2 separate regions of the Mus musculus genome follow, and region 1 is linked to region 2. Evidence: chromatin contacts called from public promoter capture Hi-C data. All regions are on one chromosome and are shown on one strand. The core of a region is the stretch at or near the end of the contact, and the rest is flanking DNA. Distances in the headings are between cores, read along the strand shown. Region 1 holds the start of Amigo1 (adhesion molecule with Ig like domain 1). Region 2 holds the start of Gstm2 (glutathione S-transferase, mu 2).

Evidence for each region. Capture Hi-C pulls out chosen DNA fragments and counts their contacts.
Region 1: a contact with region 2 is called in a promoter capture Hi-C map of liver. The contact joins the promoter of Amigo1 here to the promoter of Gstm2 in region 2. A contact is called at or near these places in 3 of 39 promoter capture datasets (the 3T3-L1 cell line, hematopoietic stem and progenitor cells and liver), 1 of 115 datasets of contacts at active chromatin or transcription factors (embryonic stem cells) and 2 of 9 other capture datasets (adipose tissue and liver).

What each region holds. Positions count from the first base shown.
Region 1 is chr3:108,184,051-108,189,092 of GRCm38.p6, reverse strand. Amigo1 (adhesion molecule with Ig like domain 1) reads right to left here and starts at 2,804. Exons shown (of 2, transcript NM_146137.3): 1 at 2,415-2,804; 2 at 1-2,002. The coding sequence starts at 1,906. The coding sequence ends at 428.
Region 2 is chr3:107,984,549-107,989,727 of GRCm38.p6, reverse strand. It overlaps Gstm2 (glutathione S-transferase, mu 2), which reads left to right and starts at 3,308. Exons shown (of 8, transcript NM_008183.4): 1 at 3,308-3,370; 2 at 3,619-3,694; 3 at 4,046-4,110; 4 at 4,400-4,481; 5 at 4,579-4,679. The coding sequence starts at 3,335.

The sequences.
Region 1 (5,042 bases), core at 1,555-4,054, 200 kb before region 2:
CTTCCCAGCATGGCTCCTGTGGAGGCTCCCCCAAACACACACAACCTCACAGGTGTGGGTGGGCAGAGACAGAAAAAAAAAACATTGTTTTTCAAATGGTTTTCTCTTAAGGAGCTAGGGATGACCTCAAAAAAGTTTAGGGAATTTGCTCCTCCCCTCCGCCCTTTCCTCGTTCCTGTCCCCCTCCCCCACACTGAGAATAGCCAAGGCTTTGGGTAGGGGTGTGGCATCTGCCTGAGGATATCCATAGGTGAAACTCGCAGCATCCACACCCTCACTGGGGTCTTGCCTCCTCCGGCGCCTGTGACCGATTCCCTGGTGGTCAGGAGGAACCCACTCCCTTGGGCATCCAGCCCTCTCTTCCACCCTGTCATATCCCTCAGGGGTACCTCTCCTGGGGCAGAACCTCCCCATCAGCCTACGCTGCTCACACCACAATGGGTGTATCAGAAAAGACCGAGCTGACCGACTCTGGATCGGACATCCTCCGTTGGCCCTTGCCTGTAGCTTCGGGCACCGGCAGAGTGTTGCCTGGCTTGAGTTTGCCATTTTGACCCTGCCCGGGTCCAGCAGGTTCCAGGAAGGCCACCCGCCGGTCAAAACCATCATCTTTGTCCCCACCAGCCATAGGGTCGTGGTTGGGTGTGGTACTGAGCATAGAAGAGCTGAGGCTATCTCCTTGGTGGCTGGAAGGTTTCTCCACACCCCGACACCAGCAGCGGCAAGGGGTGAGGTACAAGTATATGAGGACCAGAACCACACTGAGGATACAGCCCACCAGGGTAGTGTAGGCTGTGTTGAGGGTGTCATGGTGTCCGTGCAAGGTGAAGTTATACACTTTCAACTCCACAGACAGTGTCTCGTTGAAAGTCTCCCCCATGGCGTAACAGGTATACACACCCCCATCCTCGACCTGCACCTTTTTAAAAAAAAGGTCGCCATTCCTCACGCTCACCGAGCCATTGGACCCCTGACTTAGCACCTGTTCATTGCTTGGGGACACCCACACTTTGGTCATGCCTTGCTGTTTGGTGTCACACCTGATGGTCAAGGTGTCTCCCAGGTGAGCCTCCCAGGCACTTTCCTTGTACTCGCTGCAATTGAAGAAATCCAGGCTGAAGATGTTGTGCAGCTTCTTGGAGTGCATGCAGTACAGGTCCTCCTGGAAGTCCATCACAGAGCTCAGCTGCCGGTACTGCCAGTGCGAAAAGAGCTGGTAGAGCTTGCAGTCGCACTCCAAGGGGTTGTTATGCAGGTATAGCCCATTCTTGACCCAGGCTGGCAATTTCTGCAGGTCAGTCAGGGGCAACTTCTTCAGCTTGTTGGAGGACAGATCCAAGAGCATCAGTTTGGGTAATTTGTTCCCATCCTTGATCAGTTCCACAGGAAAGCGAGAGATCTGATTCTGGCTTAAGTAGAGTTTCTGCAGCTGGGCCATGTCCTCAAAGGCATTCCGGTCCACCACCACAATGTGGTTATTGTAGAGCAACAGCACTTCCAGCGCCTGCAGGTCGCTGAACAGGAACTCATCCAGCGTGTGAAGATGGTTGGAGGAGAGGTCCAAGTACCTAAGGTTGGGTACGGGGACGAAGGCCTCGGAGGAGATGAAGTTCAGGTGGTTGTGGCTCAGCAGCAGGGAGTGCAGGTTGGTCAGCCGGGTGGGGGTCCACTCGGCCCGCAGCCTGCTCAAGTTGTTGTGGCTGAGGTCCAGCAGTGCTGTGTAGCTGGGCAAAGATTGGGGCACATTGGGCAGCTGCTGCTTGGAGCAGCTGAGGATGTTGCTGGCGCACAGGCAGTTGGCGGGACAACTAACCACAGATCGGCCGGCCCTGGCTACCTCAAAGAGAAGCAGGAACACGGAGAGCAGCAGGAGCCAGAGGCCTCGCAGGTCACGCTGGGGTTGCATAGTGTCACTGGGAAGAGCGAGGAAGGCCACAGGATCTGGGAGGGAGTCACCCCGGCATGTTCTGGTGGAGTATGGAAGGGTCACTTTCACTACAGGCTTGGGAGAAAGAGGATGGGTTTGTAGTCACCAAAGACTCAAGAGGGAAAGACCACCACTCCCACTTTCCTCTCCCACCCTTTGGTGAGCAGAGAGGGTAAGCTATCCCGGGTAGTTCCCAGGCACAGTGAGGCAGGCTGTGGGCTCAAAATACTAGGACATCAGAGGCATAGGCGCAAAGGCCCAGTGGGCTGGGGTCGCCGGTCTAGAGTGAGAGTGTACACAGCGTGTCCCCTGTGGTGGCAGTGGTGGGGTGTCACCAGGGATTGCAAGCTCTGGGTTTGGAGGCGGGGTCATCAGGGCCTTTCCCGAGGAACCCAGGGAAGGTCAACAGGGTACTAGGCTGAGAAGGGCCGAAGGTTCCCGGGGCCTGTGGCGCGGGTTCCCTCCCTAGACCCTCGGGTCACTGCACCTGCTCGGCGAGGATGCGTCTCAGCCCATGGCCAGTCCAGGAGCTCCGTCGCGGCCTCCCCCGTCCGCGCCTCCCCGGCCGGCCTGTCACAGCGCCCAGCGTACGTAGGGGCCCGCGCCCGGCGACATCGCCTGCGAGGAACTTGCTGGGTTCCGCGCTGTCCACCCGCGCCGCCGCCGCGCCCGGACCGCCGCGCCCGTCCACCCGAGCCCACCTGGCACGACTGCCGCCTCCGGAGCCACGGGCCAGGCGAGAAGCAGTGCGGCGAGCGGGAGACGCCGCGATCCCAGCCGAGGGAGCAGCGTGGGGGCAGCGAGCACCGCGCGCGCGCCCGCCCGCCCGCCGCCGCCCGCCGCCGCCGCCGCCGGAGCCTCCGGGCGCGTGCGCGCGGCGGGGGCGGGGCGCACGTGCGTGTGTTTGTCTCCGGCTCCCGGCGGACGCGCGGGCTGCCGGCTGCAGTCGGGGGTCATTTCCTCTGCCATCCCGGGCTGGGCCCAGAGCTAGCGAGCGTGGCCCCTCAAAGCGCCTCTCTTCCCTAGCCTCCCTTTCTCCATTCTCTTCATGCCCCAGTAACGTTCCTCCTACCCAAACCCCCTGTCGGGAAAAGTAAGTCTAAGAGTAGTGAGTTCGCTGGAACCAGTGAACTGACTCTGGGACAAGAAGCGGCACGCGTCTTTTAATTTTCCAAATTAAAGAAATCTGGCTCGCCTCCCGCTGTCAGTGTTGGCGGGAAATTCATTAGTCACGTTTTTTTTTTTTTTTTTTTTCGTTCCTTCTGCTTTCTCTGCGCAGCTGTGAAGTCACTAAAATTTGGGAGAAGAGCTTTATTTTGCTTTTTTGTTTTTGTTTTTGTTCTTCCCTCTCTACTTTTGATGTCACTAGTCTATACTTCTTGGAGTACCATAGAAGAACACAGCTGCTTAGCCTGCAAGCTTGCTAGTCACGACTGGGCTTGGGAGGCGTGTCCTTCCACAGACAACCCACCTTGCCTCCCCACTTCCCGTCCTATCCAGCTCTCCCATTTATCTTCTTCCCGAAGCAGTACCTGCACTTCCTGGTTGTCAGATCTTGATACTTTCTCTATTAATTCTCAAAGGTGAAGACCAGTGGTGGGCGTTGAGGTGTTTTCTGTAAGATGGTTTCTGTAAGATGGCCTCCCTAAGCACAAAGAAGCTGTTAATCAAAGTATGAAAATTGATGATTGGGGGCAAGGCCCAGGAATGACCAAGACCATGTCATCCAAGAATTCATTCTTGAGATACTGGGCACAGAGGGAGAAATTAGCAAGTTTTTCTTTCCAGTCTTTTACAGTAGCAAGACCACACCTGAAATTAACCTCTCAACAAATTAGCTTGCTAAGAGTTTAAAAAAGAAAAAAGCTAGATCTCTCCCATGTTTTACTGTGAATTTAAGTGACTGTATTATCTCTTCTAGGGGTATTAGCACATTAAACTTATGCATGATCTGGAAAGATTTTTTTTTTTCCTCTTTCCTGTTTAATCCAGGCATGGTGAAAAGTCGAGAAGGGTGAGTAGTCCTTTTTGGAGGAGAAGGAAAGAGGAATCAGGAAATCAATGGCTGTGAAACACAATTTCTGTTGGCTAGAGATGCTAGGGTATTTCTCAGTTACAGGCACATGCCACGTGGAAGCTCGGTCATCAGAAAACTTGACTGGGACGGGAGGGTCAGCTTTCACAGAGGGTCACATGAGTCCCTCAGATGGTTGGCTGTTGTTGTCAAGAAACCTCAATGACTCTCCAGGTCAGGTCTCAAGACTGCTTAAGTGCCCTGATGGAACAGCTTCTGGCAGGTGAGAGATCCAAGAGCCTGCAAGACAGAAGTCACAATGACCCAGCTCTTTCAAGTCTTGCTGCCATCTCCACTTTGTTCACAGAGACAGATCCTGATGGAAAGAGACCACACAAGGGCATGAATTCCAGTAGAAGAGGATTGCTGGGGGACCTCTTGAAGCTGTTATCATACACATGGTCTCTGAAGTTGCATCTTCCTTTCTTTCTTTCTTTCTTTCTTTCTTTCTTTCTTTCTTTCTTTCTTTCCTTTGGGTTTTTCTCGAGACAGGGTTTCTCTATGTAGGCTGTCCTGGAACTCACTCTGTAGACCAGGCTGGCCTCGAACTCAGAAATCCATCTGCCTCTGCCTCCCAAGTGCTGGGATTAAAGATGTGCACCACCACTGCCCAACGCATCTATTTTTTAATTTTGAAAATTTTTCAATCATACTGAAAGTATGCAATGAACGCCTATAAATCCACTATCCTTATTCAATAGCTGACAAGGAAATACTATCATTGTATTTTATGCAAATATCCCTGGAAAAAATGCATGTTCCCCCTACTCTGCTTTGCCCTCCCCTACATTTCCTTTAGACTCCAGCATTCTAGGCTCTCATCTAACTGTCTATCCTTCTATCTGTCTATCCGTCTATCCCATTCCTCTTTCTACTATGTTTGAAGGTAGGGAAAACAAGGTAACAAAAAGGAAAAGGGCCCTTTGAGCTGGACATCAGTTTTAAGGGTTGGTACCTAAGCCAGGTGGTTGTGGTACACCCTTTTAATCATAATACTTGGCAGAGGCAGAGGCAGAGGCAGAGGCAGAGGCAGAGGCAGAG
Region 2 (5,179 bases), core at 2,059-4,558:
TATGGTCAATTTTGGAGAAGGTCCCGTGAGGTGCTGAGAAGAAGGTATATCCTTTTGTTTTAGGATAAAATGTTCTGTAGATATCTGTCAGGTCCATTTGTTTCATAACTTCTGTTAGTTTCACTGTGTCCCTGTTTAGTTTCTGTTTCCACGATCTGTCCTTTGAAGAAAGTGGTGTGTTGAAGTCTCCCACTATTATTGTGTGTGGTGCAATGTATGCTTTGAGCTTTACTAAAGTGTCTCTAATGAATGTGGCTGCCCTTGCATTTGGTGCGTAGATATTCAGAATTGAGAGTTCCTCTTGGAGGATTTTACCTTTGATGAGTATGAAGTGTCCCTCCTTGTCTTTTTTGATAACTTTGGGTTGGAAGTCGATTTTATCCGATATTAAAATGGCTACTCCAGCTTGTTTCTTCAGTCCATTTGCTTGGAAAATTGTTTTCCAGCCTTTCACTCTGAGGTAGTGTCTGTCGTTTTCCCTGAGATGGGTTTCCTGTAAGCAGCAGAATGTTGGGTCCTGTTTGTGTAGCCAGTCTGTTAGTCTATGTCTTTTTATTGGGGAATTGAGTCCATTGATATTAAGAGATATTAAGGAAAAGTAATTGTTGCTTCCTTTTATTTTTGTTGTTAGAGTTGGCATTCTGTTCTTGTGGCTGTCTTCTTTTTGGTTTGTTGAATGATTACTTTCTTGGTTGTTCTAGGGCGTGATTTCCGTCCTTGTATTGCTTCTTTTCTGTTATTATCCTTTGAAGGGCTGGATTTGTGGAAAGATATTGTGTGAATTTGTTTTTGTCGTGGAATACTTTGGTTTCTCCAACTATGGTAATTGAGAGTTTGGACGGGTATAGTAGCCTGGGCTGGCATTTGTGTTCTCTTAGTGTCTGTATAACATCTGTCCAGGCTCTTCTGGCTTTCATAATCTCTGGTGAAAAGTCTGGTGTAATTCTGATAGGCCTTCCTTTATATGTTACTTGACCTTTCTCCCTTACTGCTTTTAATATTCTATCTTTATTTAGTGCATTTGTTGTTCTGATTATTATGTGTTGGGAGGAATTTCTTTTCTGGTCCAGTCTATTTGGAGTTCTGTAGGCTTCTTGTATGATCATGGGCATCTCTTTTTTTATGTTTGGGAAGTTTTCTTCTATTATTTTGTTGAAGATATTAGCTGGCCCTTTAAGTTGAAAATCTTCATTCTCATCAATTCCTATTATCCGTAGGTTTGGTCTTCTCATTGTGTCCTGCATTACCTGGATGTTTTGAGTTAGGATCCTTTTGCATTTTGTATTTTCTTTGACTGTTGTGTCGATGTTCTCTACGGAATCTTCTGCACCTGAGATTCTCTCTTCCATTTCTTGTATTCTGTTGCTGATGCTCACATCTATGGTTCCAGATCTCTTTCCTAGGGTTTCTATCTCCAGTGTTGCCTCGCTTTGGGTTTTCTTTATTGTGTCTACTTCCCCTTTTAGTTCTAGTATGGTTTTGTTCATTTCCATCACCTGTTTGGATGTGTTTTCCTGTTTTTCTTTAATGATTTCTACCTGTTTGGCTGTGTTTTCCTGCTTTTCTTTAAGGGCCTGTAACTCTTTAGCAGTGCTCTCCTGTAATTCTTTAAGTGACTTATGAAAGTCCTTCTTGATGTCCTCTATCATCATCATGAGAAATGTTTTAAAATCTGGGTCTAGATTTTCGGTTGTGTTGGGGTGCCCAGGACTAGGTGGGGTGGGAGTGCTGCGTTCTGATGATGGTGAGTGGTCTTGATTTCTGTTAGTAGGATTCTTATGTTTGCCTTTCGCCATCTGGTAATCTCTGAAGCTAGCTGTTTTAGTTGTCACTGTTAAGAGCTTGTTCTTCAGGTGACTCTGTTAGCCTCTATAAGCAGACCTGGAGGGTAGCACTCTCCTTAGTTTCAGTGGGCAGAGTATTCTCTGCAGGCAAGCTCTCTTCTTGCAGGGCAGGTACCCAGATATCTGGTGTTCGAACCAGACTCCTGGCAGAAGTTGTGTTCCACTCACCAGAGGTCTTAGGATCCCGTGGGGAGTCCCGTGTGGGCCCTTGCGGGTGTTGGGCAAGACTCTGCTGGCCTAAACTTCAAGTCTTACATTAAGGCCATTGATTTATTTGTATCCCTTCCTGTCTGCCCCCCACCCCGGGATGAGAAATAGGAATCTCACTTCTATTATTATTTTTGTTTTTTTGAGTACATTGTAGCTGTCTTCAGACATACCAGAAGAGGGCATTGGATCCCATTACAGATGGTTGTGAGCCACCACATGGTTGCTGGGACTTGAACTCAGGACCTCTGGAAGAGCAATTAGTGCTCTTAACTGTTGAGCCATCTCTCCAGTCCCTCACTTCTAGTTTCTCTGTGTGTGGATATCTAGTTTTATTTTTTCCCCTTTTTTATAGAGTGACTAGTAATCCATGGTGCACGTGGACTGCACTTTCATCGTACATTTGTCAGAGAATGGGTTCTTAGATGCCATCTATTTTTTAGCTCAGGTAAATTGTGTTCCCCTGTCATTCTAATTTCATTTCCTGTGGATGTATATCGAGTATTGCTGGATCACGTGGTAGCTCTAGTTTTGTCTTTTCGAGGAACACCAGGTTGTTTTCCCTAACGGTTGTGACAGTTGATACTCTTACCTGCAGTGTCGAATGTTCTCTCCTGCCCACAGTCTCACCAGCCCCCATGTGCGAATGGCAGTTCTTTCTGGGGAAGGTGTATCACACTGTGGTTTGCTTTACATCTTTCCAGTGCCCAGTGATCCTGAATATCTGTACTGCATCCACTGGTCGTACCTGTATGTGGCTCTGTTGCCCAGCTTAGCAGAGTCCTGCATGCCCTCTGCTGTCTATGATAAGCTATAGACCACAGAGACATTAATCTCTCAGGCTTGAGGTGTCCTGTTTTGTCCTGGCTCAGCCACCAGGAGCCACCCAGAACCCAGGAAGGGAGTTGATAATGAAGAAGGGACAATGTCAGGAAGATAATAACAGGGTTCCACTTTGACCATCAAGAATGTCCCTAGCTGCACAACTGTTCTCCATGGAAACAGCACGCTAGAGCAAGAAGAGGGAGTTGCTGACACAGGTGCTAGCCCATTCCCATCTTTTATTTCTGACTGCTTAGACTGGTTCCTGAGATTAGCTATATCTTGCCCTGCCCCTGGATCCCTGGCTCCTTCCTTCAACTGGAATGTCTGAAATTTGAGACACTGTAGGCCAATGGTCCAATAGAAAGCCATATCCAGGTCCCGCCTCTTCCTTGCCTAAGACATTATCAGGAAGCTCAGACTAGCAAGGCCCGGGTTGGTCTGCTCTGGACACCAGCACTATGCCTATGACACTAGGTTACTGGGACATCCGTGGGGTGAGTGAGAACGCTTCTGCTGGGTGGGACAGGGGTGGGGTGGGGAGTAGCTAGGGAACTGATTTCCAGGAGATAGACTGAGTTCAGAAGTTGTTGGAAGTTCAAACACGAGAGCTTGTGCTTATGTGGTATGTGTGTGTGAGCTTGTGGGGAGACAGTTACGTGTAAGATGTAGGCTCACCAAGAATCAGCAGAGTCAGACTGTCAGGGTTTTGCAATCTGTGACTTGTCATATGTCATCTTTCCAGCTGGCTCACGCCATCCGCCTGCTCCTGGAATACACAGACACAAGCTATGAGGACAAGAAATACACCATGGGGGACGGTGATTACACCCTGTTTCTCAGGCCCCTGCTCCCCTGCTAACTGGTGCCTAGAGACACTGCTCTGACACCCTGTTGCTCAGCTCTACAGAGCTCCTGGAGTTGGATTTAGAAACTGTCTCTTCCAGATACTGTTTTGAATTTGGGGGGCTGGGTTCTCTTTTCAACTAATTGGCTTATTCAAACCTTTTGAAAATCTTAGTGATATACAGTCCACAGTCCTCAGAAGCATTGTCTACTCTTGGGTGAGGCTGCAGATCTTCTTGGGGGTGTTCTCATACCTGACTCCTTCCCTAGAGAAGGAAGCTGGGATACTGGCATGATTTCTTTTCACATCCTCTTGTCCACCACAGCTCCTGACTATGACCGAAGCCAGTGGCTGAGTGAGAAGTTCAAGCTGGGCCTGGACTTTCCCAATGTAGGTGGAGGAGGAAAGGAGGTTTGGGGAAGACACACTGTTCTCACCTCATCTCCTGGCCTGGCTGAGGGTTGGGGGTCAGTGTTTCTGCTCTCCTGCTCCATCCCTGTTGGCTGCACAGTGTTTCTGTGATGGGCTGTGTCCCAGCTCTCCCATTCAGTGCACACTGTGCCCATGGAGGGCTTCCCATGGCAGGCAGGCTGAGTGTCAGGCCCTGTGTCTGCTCTCACCCAGAGAAAGGATTCAGGTGCCCCATATCCCACCTGACCCTCCCTGCTTGTCCATCCAGCTGCCCTACTTGATTGATGGATCACACAAGATCACCCAGAGCAATGCCATCCTGCGCTACCTTGCCCGAAAGCACAACCTGTGTGAGTGGGGCTGGCTGCAGGGTGGAGGATAGTAGTCATTTTCTAGGCTTATCTGGAGTGGGATGCTGAGGGTGAGTCTGGCCTGTGTGTGCTGCAGGTGGAGAGACAGAGGAGGAGAGGATTCGTGTGGACATTTTGGAGAACCAGGCTATGGACACCCGCATACAGTTGGCCATGGTTTGCTACAGCCCTGACTTTGTGAGTTGGAGCTGGCCCCACACTCTTGCCCTTGCATCTGCTCTGGCCCTGTTTGCCACCAGAGCCTCTCAGTGCTGCTCATGGCACAGTGTTTGAAATTGCCAACAGAGTAACCTCAAAGCTTAGTTTGCCAAATGAAAACTTCCAGTCATTGGCCTAAGGTCCAGTCCAGACTCTCGACAGTGACACTTTAGTCCCTGATAGGACAGACAGAGTTCGATCCCTCCAGGTCTAAGTGCTGGTTCTGTCCTGAGTCATGTCTTTCTGTTGTCCTGGAGTCTTGCCATGTCTGCAGATTGCACACTCATGGGAAGAAGACACTGAGGATAGGGGACACTCTCCTCCTAAATGGCTTCCCAGAGCTGTGTCCTTGACACACTCAGAGATAAGCAGATGTCCCCAATAGGCAACTCAGTCAGCCAAAAGCCTTTGATCCTGCGCCTGTTTCCTTTTGTCCTCTCAAATTCACCCCATCTCTTTGGAACCTGTACTGAAGTCCT